Linked DNA regions of Sus scrofa: region 2 is linked to region 1. A link is a contact called in public Hi-C data. All regions are on one chromosome and are shown on one strand. The core of a region is the stretch at or near the end of the contact, and the rest is flanking DNA. Distances in the headings are between cores, read along the strand shown. Region 1 overlaps STN1 (STN1, CST complex subunit). Region 2 holds the start of ITPRIP (inositol 1,4,5-trisphosphate receptor-interacting protein).

Region 1 (5,060 bases), core at 711-3,210:
CCCTGACCTTTGGCTCTGACACCCACCGGCCTCACTGTTATCACCCTGGTACCGTATCTCGTGATATCGCTGGTATTTATGTATTTGCTGGCCTAGTCCTCCGCCAAAATTTAAATTCTCTAGGAACAGAGTCTTTGTCTTGTTCTTTGCCTGAGACCGAGCTGGCCTAAAGTATGTATGTGTTCCACAGTTATTTGTTGATCGAAGGAATGAATGGTTTTAAAAATTCAAACAGTCCCTGAGAGTATCTAGTTTTTAAGTTTCCTTCCCATCCTCCCTTCTACCTCCCCTTTCCACAGAGACAGGCACCATTACTAGTTTCCTGCGTATCCCTTTGGAGATAATCTGCATATATGAACTAGAAGTGGTTGTAACCTTTTTTTTTTTTTTACACAAGTGGAATCATACTAAATACTGTATCTACTTCGCTTTTTATTGGCCTGTTTTACAAGGTCCTTTCCTAGCCATACATACAGATTTGCACTATATAATAATCTTTTATTATATGTACCACAATAAATTTAAGGGTCTCTCCATTCCTGGATTGTTTAGGTGTTTTTCCAGTCTCGCCATTACCAAGAGGGCTACCGTGAATACTCTTGTGAAGTAACATAATTATTCTTCGTGATTCTGGTAGAACGGATACCAGGTCCCCATGCCAAGCTCCTAAGCGTGACCACTGCTTCTCAGTTTCGTTCTTGAACCTAATTATCTCTTGCTGGCACCAGGCTGTGTGCCCAGTGACCCACAGTTTCATACCTGGAGTTAAGGGATATCATTTCAGGAAACGCCCAGGTGGAGAGGGTCAGGACCGGCCGATTTGTTCTGTGCCACCATTGCTTCTGCACAGTTGTAGCTCCCCAGCTGTCCCCTGACAGCCAGAGTGACCTTCTTCCCATTTAATCATTTAGAAGAGGCTCAGTGCCAACTTGGCCTCCCAGGACTTCTGACCACTCTCTTGGCATATTTAGAAGGAAACTTTGAAGCTTAGCAAAGAGCACATTCTTCCTGTGAACCAGCTCTTCTGTGACAATTAAGGACTCTTTGAGGACTAAAAGCCACCTCCATTCGAGATGTTCTGGGCCAGGGGTCTTTTGGCATGATGATAACATTTTGAAAATGCTTAGAGCAGAAATTTGTGTCTGCCTTGTGCCATGTGTTTAAAAAGAAATGAACATGGCACTCTATCCATTTTGTCTTTGGAAACTTTTTCCATCAATTATGAATTATTCCTTCATGTGGCCCCGGTTGGGGAGGTCAGCATCGTTAAATTGAATTCTGTTTAATAGAGCCTGGGAGACCAGGGATGTGTTACAATGATGGTGAAACCCTAGATCCTTTGGCACTTTCTGTTGTCATACAGATGAAAGCTTAACAAAAAAATCATTGTGATAGTGTTAGAGCTTAGAGGCTGGAGAGGGTGGGTTTGAATGTTTTCCCCCCTGTCTTTTTTTCCATGGTGGCTCTTTTTAGCAAATCCAGAAACATGATAAGCAAGCCTTACAAGGCCATTGTTTCTTTGACAGCTGGACAAATGTTGAGTTTGTTTGGGAATGAAGACTATATATATATTTCAGAGATCCACCCAGTTCCTGACCTGCCGTGAGGAGAGGCCTGCTAGGGCTCAGCCCATTCAGCTAGTCACTGTTTTTGTTTCTGAACAGTTTCAATTTCCTGAATGGGATGAGTCTGTCATTGCTTTTTAGAAAAAGACAAGAAAGACACACATCTCAGGCCAGAAAAGGCTGCTGGCTAGAGGGATGACGGGAGGCTTTCTCCTTGAGACTGTATCTTTAGAACCAGCAGGGAATTTTGTCCCGAGGTCAGCTGAGGCAAGTGGTTTTGGAAAGGAAGCTTTCCATATTGTTTATATTTACCGAGAGGCTTTTCCACTGGGGCCTCCTTGTTCACAGCTGAACTGTGCTTTTCCTCTCCCGGGCCTCACACCCCCTCTTCCTGCTGCTTGGTTTTACTGAACCGGAGCAGGAACTGGGTTTTCTGCATGGTCTGGGGATAACCAAGAGTCATTTTTAACAACAGGAGTGATTGCGTCACAACATTTCTAGTCAGTTTCCGATTTATTTCTATATTGGTACCAGACGTAATAAACCTGACCCTTGGGTTCCTTAGATGAATTGACTAAAGAAGACAGATCTCTTTAGAGTTAGAAACATGAAGTAGTTACGAAGTGTGGTGTCGGGCAGGGGGCTGTATTGGGTTGACCATGCTTTCCCTAAGTAAGAGCAGTTGTGTATAAAATTAAAAGCAGCTTTGACTTGAGCGCCCCCCCCCCCCCAGTGAAAAGATGTGTGACTGAGGATTGCTGGGTGAGGTGTTTATCCTGAACACGCCCTGCTAGCTTTTCTTCCCGTGGGAGTCGTCAGCTATTTCTCAGCCTTGTTCTCCCTTCAGAGAGTGGGTGCTGTCCTAACCTGGAATGTTTGTCAGCTCTCAGTCCCTCATGTCCTCGTGGCCAGGTTCTCCAGCTTGTTCTGTTAAGGAGAAACCTGGACTATTAATTAAAGAAAGAATGTTACACTTTCCTCTTCAGCCAGGAGAGCACATTTGTGAAGCTTCACCAAGATCTACTAGGTGCAAACAATGCCCGTCTGGGAGGCCACTTGTAGAAAGCAAGGATTTCTTCAAGGGTGGATCCTCAACTCTGGGGGCCATCTGGGGGTTCCTTTCCTCTCCCTGTCACTTCAAGGGAACGTCATCAGCAAATCCCAGGCCCGCTTTATGTTTCAGCGTCCCAGGGAGCCTCCTAAGGACCTTTTTCATTAGAGGGGTAGGACTTTACCTTCAAACACTCTTTTGGAAGCCTTGCCACATCTCTTTAGCACTCTGATCTTTTTAATATCTTGACAGATTTCTGTCTCATTAAAAATGGATCTTGAAGTTCCCTTGGGGTTCAGCGGGTTAAGGATCTGGCATCATCACTACTATGGTATGGGTTTGATCCCTGGCCCAGGAACTTCCATATTCTGCATATGTAGCTGGAAAAAAAGAAAAAGATTTTGCACCTTGAAGGACAGTTGTTACTCACCACTTTCTTTGTTTTAGGAATAAATTGAAAACCCTTAATGGAATAGTAAGGATGCTGCCTCTATACGGGGAAATTCTTTCCACTGGTTGCACACATATTTTTCTCAGTCACCCACTGTGTGAGCAGGGAGCAGGCAGTTGAGATGAAGTACAACTTATTTCAAGGTGTGTAAGAATCTTTAAAGTCCTTAGGAAGAAGGTGTATACATGGCCACAATTTTAATAAAAATATATATAGAATTAATGAGACAATATGTATAGAATTTGGGGTTCTATATTAAAAAAAATGAATATTGCCATTTTGATTTTTCCATTTCATATCACTGAATTAAATGAATTCAACAAACAAAAAATCATAACTAAGGTGTGGAACAGTTATCAAGTGTGATTCTGCTACAGCAAACTTCCCAATCCTCATTAAATACCATGCTGCTAGGGCCCGTGAATTGTTTTGACTCAGCAGATAAAAAGCCTGTTGGGTGAATTCATAACCAGTTGGTCTAGGGAGTTGCCCTTAAGTGCTGTAAGATGGGACTTATTTCTTTTCTTCTTCTTTTTTTTTTTTTTTTTCCTACAGGTGGATTTTAAAAATGACACCACCTCCAAGGCAATTCATAGTATATTTAAGAATGCTATAAAGCTGCTACAGGAAAAAGGATTCGTTTTCCAGAAAGATCGTGGTTTTGATAACTTATTCTATGTAAGAGAACTTCAACTTAATTTCTTTCCTTCTTAGTTTCAATTGCAAATATATTCTTTACTTAGGAATACTTATTTACTATTCTTAAAAATAAATCACTAAGGAGGTACATAAAATGAGGTGTTAGGGTCGGCCCTTATCTTTCCCCAGAGTACCACTTTTTTTTTTTTTTTTTTTTTTTTTGGTCTTTCGTCTTTTTAGGACTGCACCCATGGCGTATGGAGGTTCCCAGGCTAGGGGTTGAATTGGAGATGTAACTGCTGCCCTATCCCACAGCCACAGCAACCTGGGTTCCAAGCTGAGTTTGCGACCTACACCACAGCTCATAGCAACACTGGATCCTTAACCCACTGAGAGGGGCCAGGGATCCAACCTGTGTCCTCATGGATACTAGTCAGTTTTGTTAACCACTGAGTCACGACGAGAACTCCAAGATACCACTTTTAACAATACATCCTTCTGCACACATTTAAAGATATGCTCTTGTTACCAGAAAAAAAGTGATCATCCTCTTAAATCAGGATTTCTCAACTTCAACACTATTTACGCCAGATGATTCTTTATTGTGGGGGCTGTCCTTTGCATTGTAGAATGTTTGGCAGCATCTTTAGCCTTCACCCACTAGATACTGGTAGCAGCACCATTTATGGAAACCTAAATGTCTCCAGACATTGCCATGGATCTCCTGGGACAGTTGAGCACCACTGCTCTAGATAATGCTCAGCAATTTTTTTGGGCACCAAAATGACACTCACAGGCATCTTTCTTTATTAGTCCTTATAAATGTACCTCATTCTTTTTCTCATCTTCATAGTATACCATATTATGGGGACTTGCCATACTTTTTTTTTGGCTATACCCACAGCACATGGAAGTTCTTGGGCTAGGGATTGAATCCAAGCTGCAGCTGTGACCTATACCACAGCTGCAGCAATGCCAGATCCCTAACCCACTGCATCACAGGGGGACCTCCATGCCTTACGTTTTTTAATAACTACTTATCTCTGATGGACAAATACCTTGTTTCCAACTTTTGTTTTCACATATAATGTTGCTATGGCTATTTTTTGTTTGTTTTTTGCACAACTGTTTTTGTGGACTTATGTAGATATTTCCGTAATATTGACTCTTTTTTTTTTTTTTTTTTTTTTTTTTTTGTCTTTTTGTGTTTTATTTATAGGGCTGCACTTGAGGCATATGGAGCTTCCCAGGCTAGGGGTCTAATCGTGGCTGTAGCTGCTGGCCTATGCCACGGCCACAGCAACACCAGATCCAAGCCACATCTGTGACCTACACCACAGCTCACGGCAACACC
Region 2 (5,060 bases), core at 1,597-4,096, 450 kb before region 1:
GCAGACATTTTTTTTAATTCATCCAGAGCCCCCCGACAAACTACTGTGGCCTGGATGTGTAGGAGATTTTTTCCTCTATCATCTAATTACTAAGAGCCTTTCCAAGGTATCAGCCTTAGGCAGGGCTCTCAGTGGAGATCTTAGCCTTCATGCTAATAGTCATGTGGAATAGCCCTATTTGCCTTTGAGTTCCTTCTTCTTGACTCAGATCCCCCTTTCTTTCAGTCGTTGATTTTTTTCCCAGTATTTCTGTGTTTGAAGCAGAGGTTCCCTGATTTCTTGGCCCCTCATGTTCCCAGAAGTTGAATCTCTGTACTTTCTTGTCTTTTAAAAACACTTTCTACATGAAAAGATGTTCAACATCACTCATCATTAGAGAAATGCAAATCAAAACCCCTAGGAGGTACCACCTTACACCAGCCAGAATGGCCATCATCCACAAGTCTACAAACAATAAGTGCTGGACAGGGTGTGGAGAAAAAAGGAACCCTATTACACTGTTGGTGGGATTGTAAATTGGTGCAACCACTGTGGAAAACAGTATGGAGATTCCTCAGAAAACTAAAAATAGAACTACCATTTGATCCAGCAATCCCACTCCTGGGCATCTATCCAGAGAAAACCATGACTCGAAAAGACACATGTACTCCAATGTTCACTGCAGCACTATTTGCAATAGCCAAGACAGGGAAACAACCTAAATGCCCATAGATAGAGGAGTGGATAAAAAAGATGTGGTATATATACACAATGGAATATTACTCAGCCATTAAAAGGAACAAAATACTGGCATTTTTAGCAACATGGATGGACCTAGAAACTATCATGCTAGGTGAAGTCAGCCATACAATGAGACACCAACATCGAATGCTATCACATGTGGAATCTGAAAAAAGGACAGACTGAACTTCTTTGCAGAACAGATACTGACTCACAGACTTTGAAAAACTTATGGTTTCCAAATGAGACAGGTTGGGGGTGGGGGGATGCACTGGGGGTTCGGGATAGAAATGCCATAAAATTAGGTTGTGATGATCATTGTGCAACTATAAATGTAATAAATTCATTGAGTAATATAGAAATAAATAATAAATAAATAAATAAAAACCCTTTCTAGAATAAGCACAAGGTGCTACGAGAACTATATTTTGGGGTGAGGGGGTTGTCTAACGCCAGGTATGGGAGTTAGTGGAAGGCTTCCTATGGGAGAATTCACCTATTTGTGGACCTTAAGACCAAGCACTCATTAGCCTGGCAAAAAAAAAAAAAAAAAAATGTGTGTGGATTTGGGGTGACAGGTTGGAGGAAGAGGTGGGGTGAAGGTTGCAGGCAGAAGATAGCGCCCACGTGAACCTCCAAAGGGGAAAAAACAAACTCATTATCACATTCTGAGAAGCATACGTTCCAAGAACTGCAAGGAGTTTGGTGTGGAAAAATGGAATGAGATATGTAGTTGGTGAGATAAGTAGAGGCCAGTTCATGAATGGCCCAGGTGCCTGGTTAGGACCCTGGACTTTGCAGAGAATAGAGGGGAGATGAAAGTGACCGTCAGGTCACAGAGAATGAAATAATCAGGTTTAAACAAAAAACAAATGTAATAAATGTTGCTTATATAGATAAGTATACATACCTAGTTAGAAAGTGCTAAAACAACTTTGCACACAGGATGAGGATCCCAGAGGGCATTCAAGCACTAACTTTGGTGTTCCACCACGAAGAACCCTAAATCCTTACTGCAGGGTTAGGCAGTGTAGTGGTGCTCGCTCCAGTAGTCCCCACCTCTCAGGAATTTACCCCACCTGCTTTGGTGGAAAACAGACATTTTACAAATACAGACATTTTAGAAAAACACAGGCCTTTCAAGAATGTCTTCCGGAGTTCCCGTCGTGGCGCAGTGGTTAACGAATCCGACTAGGAACCATGAGGTTTCGGGTTCGAGCCCTGCCCTTGCTCAGTGGGTTAAGGATCCAGCGTTGCGGTGAGCTGTGGTGTGGGTCGCAGACGCAGCTCGGATGCAGCATTGCTGTGGCTCTGGTGTAGGCTGGCAGCTACAGCTCAGATTAGACCCCTAGCCTGGGAACCCAAGCGGGAGCGGCCCAAGAAATGGCAAAAAGAAAAGAAAAAAAAAAAAAAGAACGAATGTTTTCCCCCATCACCCTTTTCCTCGTCCCTCCCCACCAGCCCCTAAAACTCTGCCATAATTGTCCCTGGTGTAAGGAAAGAGCTGTGAGCAGCCGCAAAAGCCAGAAAACTAGACTAACCTGGGCCACTGGCCAGGGGGTCTATTTTTAGAACTTGTTCTCATTGCCTGTTTATCTTTCAGACTCAGCCTAATGTCTTCCAGGCGAATGTTAAAGCTATTTGGCTGGCTTGCAGAGGAGAGGAAGAAGGTGATCTAACACTTAAGAGCAGTGGCAATAGGGATAACCATTCCGACAGTGTGTTCTCATAACGTCCTCCCAGTGTACCCTTCTTGGCCTTCGATTCCTGTAAAGCCACTTACACAGGATTTATTCAAGCCCTTCCCAGCCACTTCTACTGGCTGTGGAATTTGGGCAGGTCACAAAGAGAAGATAATAGGTTATGGATTTCATAATCCATCAAGTATGACCAGAGCGCTGCTGTCCCTCCTGACCTCGGTTCCCTGGTGACTAAAATAGGGGTCTAACATCCTAACTGTAAACAGGCATTGGACACTAAAGCGCCCTCTACAGATAAAAATCACTTGGTCGTGATTCTCCTTTGTGTCTGGTTACTCAGGAAAAGGCGACGGTGCTTTCATTTACCGTAAAATCTGGTGAGTTATTTTAATCCATTCAAGCCGTAAAAGAGAAAAGGGCTAGCGTTTTGTCTCGATTTATATTTCCCTCCAGAGGAGAAACTAGGTGGCCCCTGGAATTCCACAGCATCTAAAATGTGCCGCGGGAAAACGCTCCGAAGGCGTGCAGGGAATTAACCCTTTCCGTTCCGCCGGCCGAGACCGACATTTAAGGGCGTCCTCCCCGGACTTGCTGTCCATTAGCCCCAGTTTACTCTGTAGCCAGATCCCATCTCTCCGGATCACCTTCCAGTTCTGCTGTCCGCTCTAGAGTTTCTGGGATGATCGATGGGCAAACTTCCGCTGCAGACCCGGCGTTCATCCCCTCCCTAACCCTCACGGTCCACCTTAAGGAGACTCCGCAGCCGAAAGTAGAGGCGGGTGTTTTGTTCTTATAAGGAGGAAAAGTTTCTTTGACATCCAGGAAATGAGTAACTCTGAAGTCCTTTAGAGCCCCCGCTGATGGAGGCCAGAAGGCGGGAGCCGGCTGGGGTATCACCGCCCGCGTCCCTCTAATTGCCCTGACGCTCCGCGGCAGCAGCCGCCAGACAGCCGATTCCGGGCCCCCGGGACCCGCGCGTGCAGCGGAGGCTCGCGCGGTCCCTCCCGCGCCAGGGAGCGGACACCAAGACTAAACGTAAGTCCCTGGCCTGAAGCCGAGAGGCTCTGCGTCCTCCCCAAGCATCTCGCGTATAGGAAGGAAGGAAGGGGACCAGGCGGAGGCGCGGTGGCGGATTTAAGAGGGGCGCCAGCTCAGCCTCCCAGGTTGGGGCTGACTTGGGAGACCCTGTTAAGGTGCCCGAGAGAATGTGGGGGTGGGCGGCTGTCCTCCCAGGTTCCCTTTCCGTCCTCGCGCCGCGCGGGGTCCTGCGCCCCAGCCTCTCGGCTTTAACCCCTCTCGAGACGCGGAGACCGTGGGTGCTTCCCTGCAGCCACGCGCCGCCGGCAGCTCCTCCTCCCCGCCGCACAGAACCGCCGCGCCGGAAGCGGGACCACGCTGTTGTTTGTGCGGACTCGCTGGTCCGTTACCTTCGACCGTCTGGGCAGATGCTAGGACAAAAAGGCCGAGTCTCCTTACTCTCTAGCCCGCTCCTTTCCCTCCTTCTTTCCCCTTCTGGAAACAGGGAGAGGGTGTGAAGCCTGCTTTTTCTTGGTTTAAATTAGTGAAGCTGTGCTGGGGCCGGATAAAGCCCTCGCTGCTTCCTCTTTCAGGGCTGTTGATGGAGAAGACCCCACGCTGTTCAGAACTTTCTCTAGGAGCTGCAGCTAGTTTCTGCCACCTGGCCCCTAAACCCATCCCGTCCTTTTCCCATTGTCTCCACTTTCCTGGCTGCCTGGTGGAGGGACTCCGAAGCCCCAGGGCTGGACTTCCCATCCAAAAGGCTTCTTCTCTTTAAAACCATAAATGCTACCTCCCAGGAAAGAAAAATATTTTACTGCACCTCTTGGGCACCACACGTTGCCTTTTGCTCCCCTGCCTAATGTGAGAGCCACCTAACCTCCCCCTCAAAACTGAAAGAGCATCGGGTACTGGTGGATCCTGGACCCTGGTCTTTTGATCCTAAATCAGTTTCAGAATCCTATTTTGTTGCTATTCCTCCCTTGGATTTGACCCAGGGCCCTTCCCTTTTACAAACCTGTTCTACCTAGGAGAGGCTTAAAGCTAATCTGTGCTGGGGTGCAGTCAAGTTAGCCTTGAAAATGGCTAATAGACAGGTAGAGTTGCTGACATTCACCTCTTTATTAACATAATAGGCCGAGCTTTCGCGTCCTCCTTTCGAAGCCTACGTGCCTAAGTGGCTTTCATTGTTTGCTAATTCCCTGTGTGCTGCTGCTGCCCCAGGCCATCCTGCCCTCATATTTTCCACTTGTGGGTAACCATAATATGGTTATACTGACTCTCCAATGGAAAGGCTTTCATTCAAGTGCTATCCTCTATCTCCATAATTTTCAAAGATGCAGCAGTTTCAAGCTCCAGCTTTCAGGGGTCAAGGATCTGAACTTTTAACCTCAAGCCATCATCCCAGAAGTTGTCACCTTACCGAGAACACCTCCCCAGCTCCTGCAACGCCCTAGAGGGAAACAAAGCAGAGGGGGTGTGAACTTCTTATCTGAGGACAAGAACAGGGAGGAACTTTTAGTAGAGGCTTCTGGCAAACTTGCCCACTTGAGAAGGTAACCTCTCGGAGGAAACGTGTTTTTGTAATTTTTCCCTTCTTGGATCCCCTGGGAGTCAATCAAG

What was found. A called contact is a pair of places that touch in the nucleus more often than the background predicts.
Region 2: a contact with region 1 is called in a Hi-C map of subcutaneous adipose tissue, with 2.1 times the contacts expected there. The contact joins the promoter of ITPRIP here to the enhancer-like site in region 1. A contact is called at or near these places in 8 of 47 Hi-C or Micro-C datasets (embryonic fibroblasts, fetal skeletal muscle, heart right ventricle and 4 more) and 1 of 2 datasets of contacts at active chromatin or transcription factors (skeletal muscle).

Annotation. Positions count from the first base shown.
Region 1 is chr14:114,823,466-114,828,525 of Sscrofa11.1, reverse strand. It overlaps STN1 (STN1, CST complex subunit), which reads left to right. Exons shown (of 10, transcript NM_001243685.1): 8 at 3,623-3,745. Among named protein-coding and RNA genes, the nearest start is that of STN1, 25 kb to the left of the region's middle. Within about 2 kb of position 1,960, at least 32 of the 83 cell types and tissues checked have an H3K27ac peak or open chromatin away from gene starts, as enhancers often do. A contact at or near this core is called in fetal skeletal muscle, retroperitoneal adipose tissue, skeletal muscle and 1 more, where this site is marked.
Region 2 is chr14:115,275,329-115,280,388 of Sscrofa11.1, reverse strand. It overlaps ITPRIP (inositol 1,4,5-trisphosphate receptor-interacting protein), which reads left to right and starts at 2,846. Exons shown (of 5, transcript XR_002338487.1): 1 at 2,846-3,455.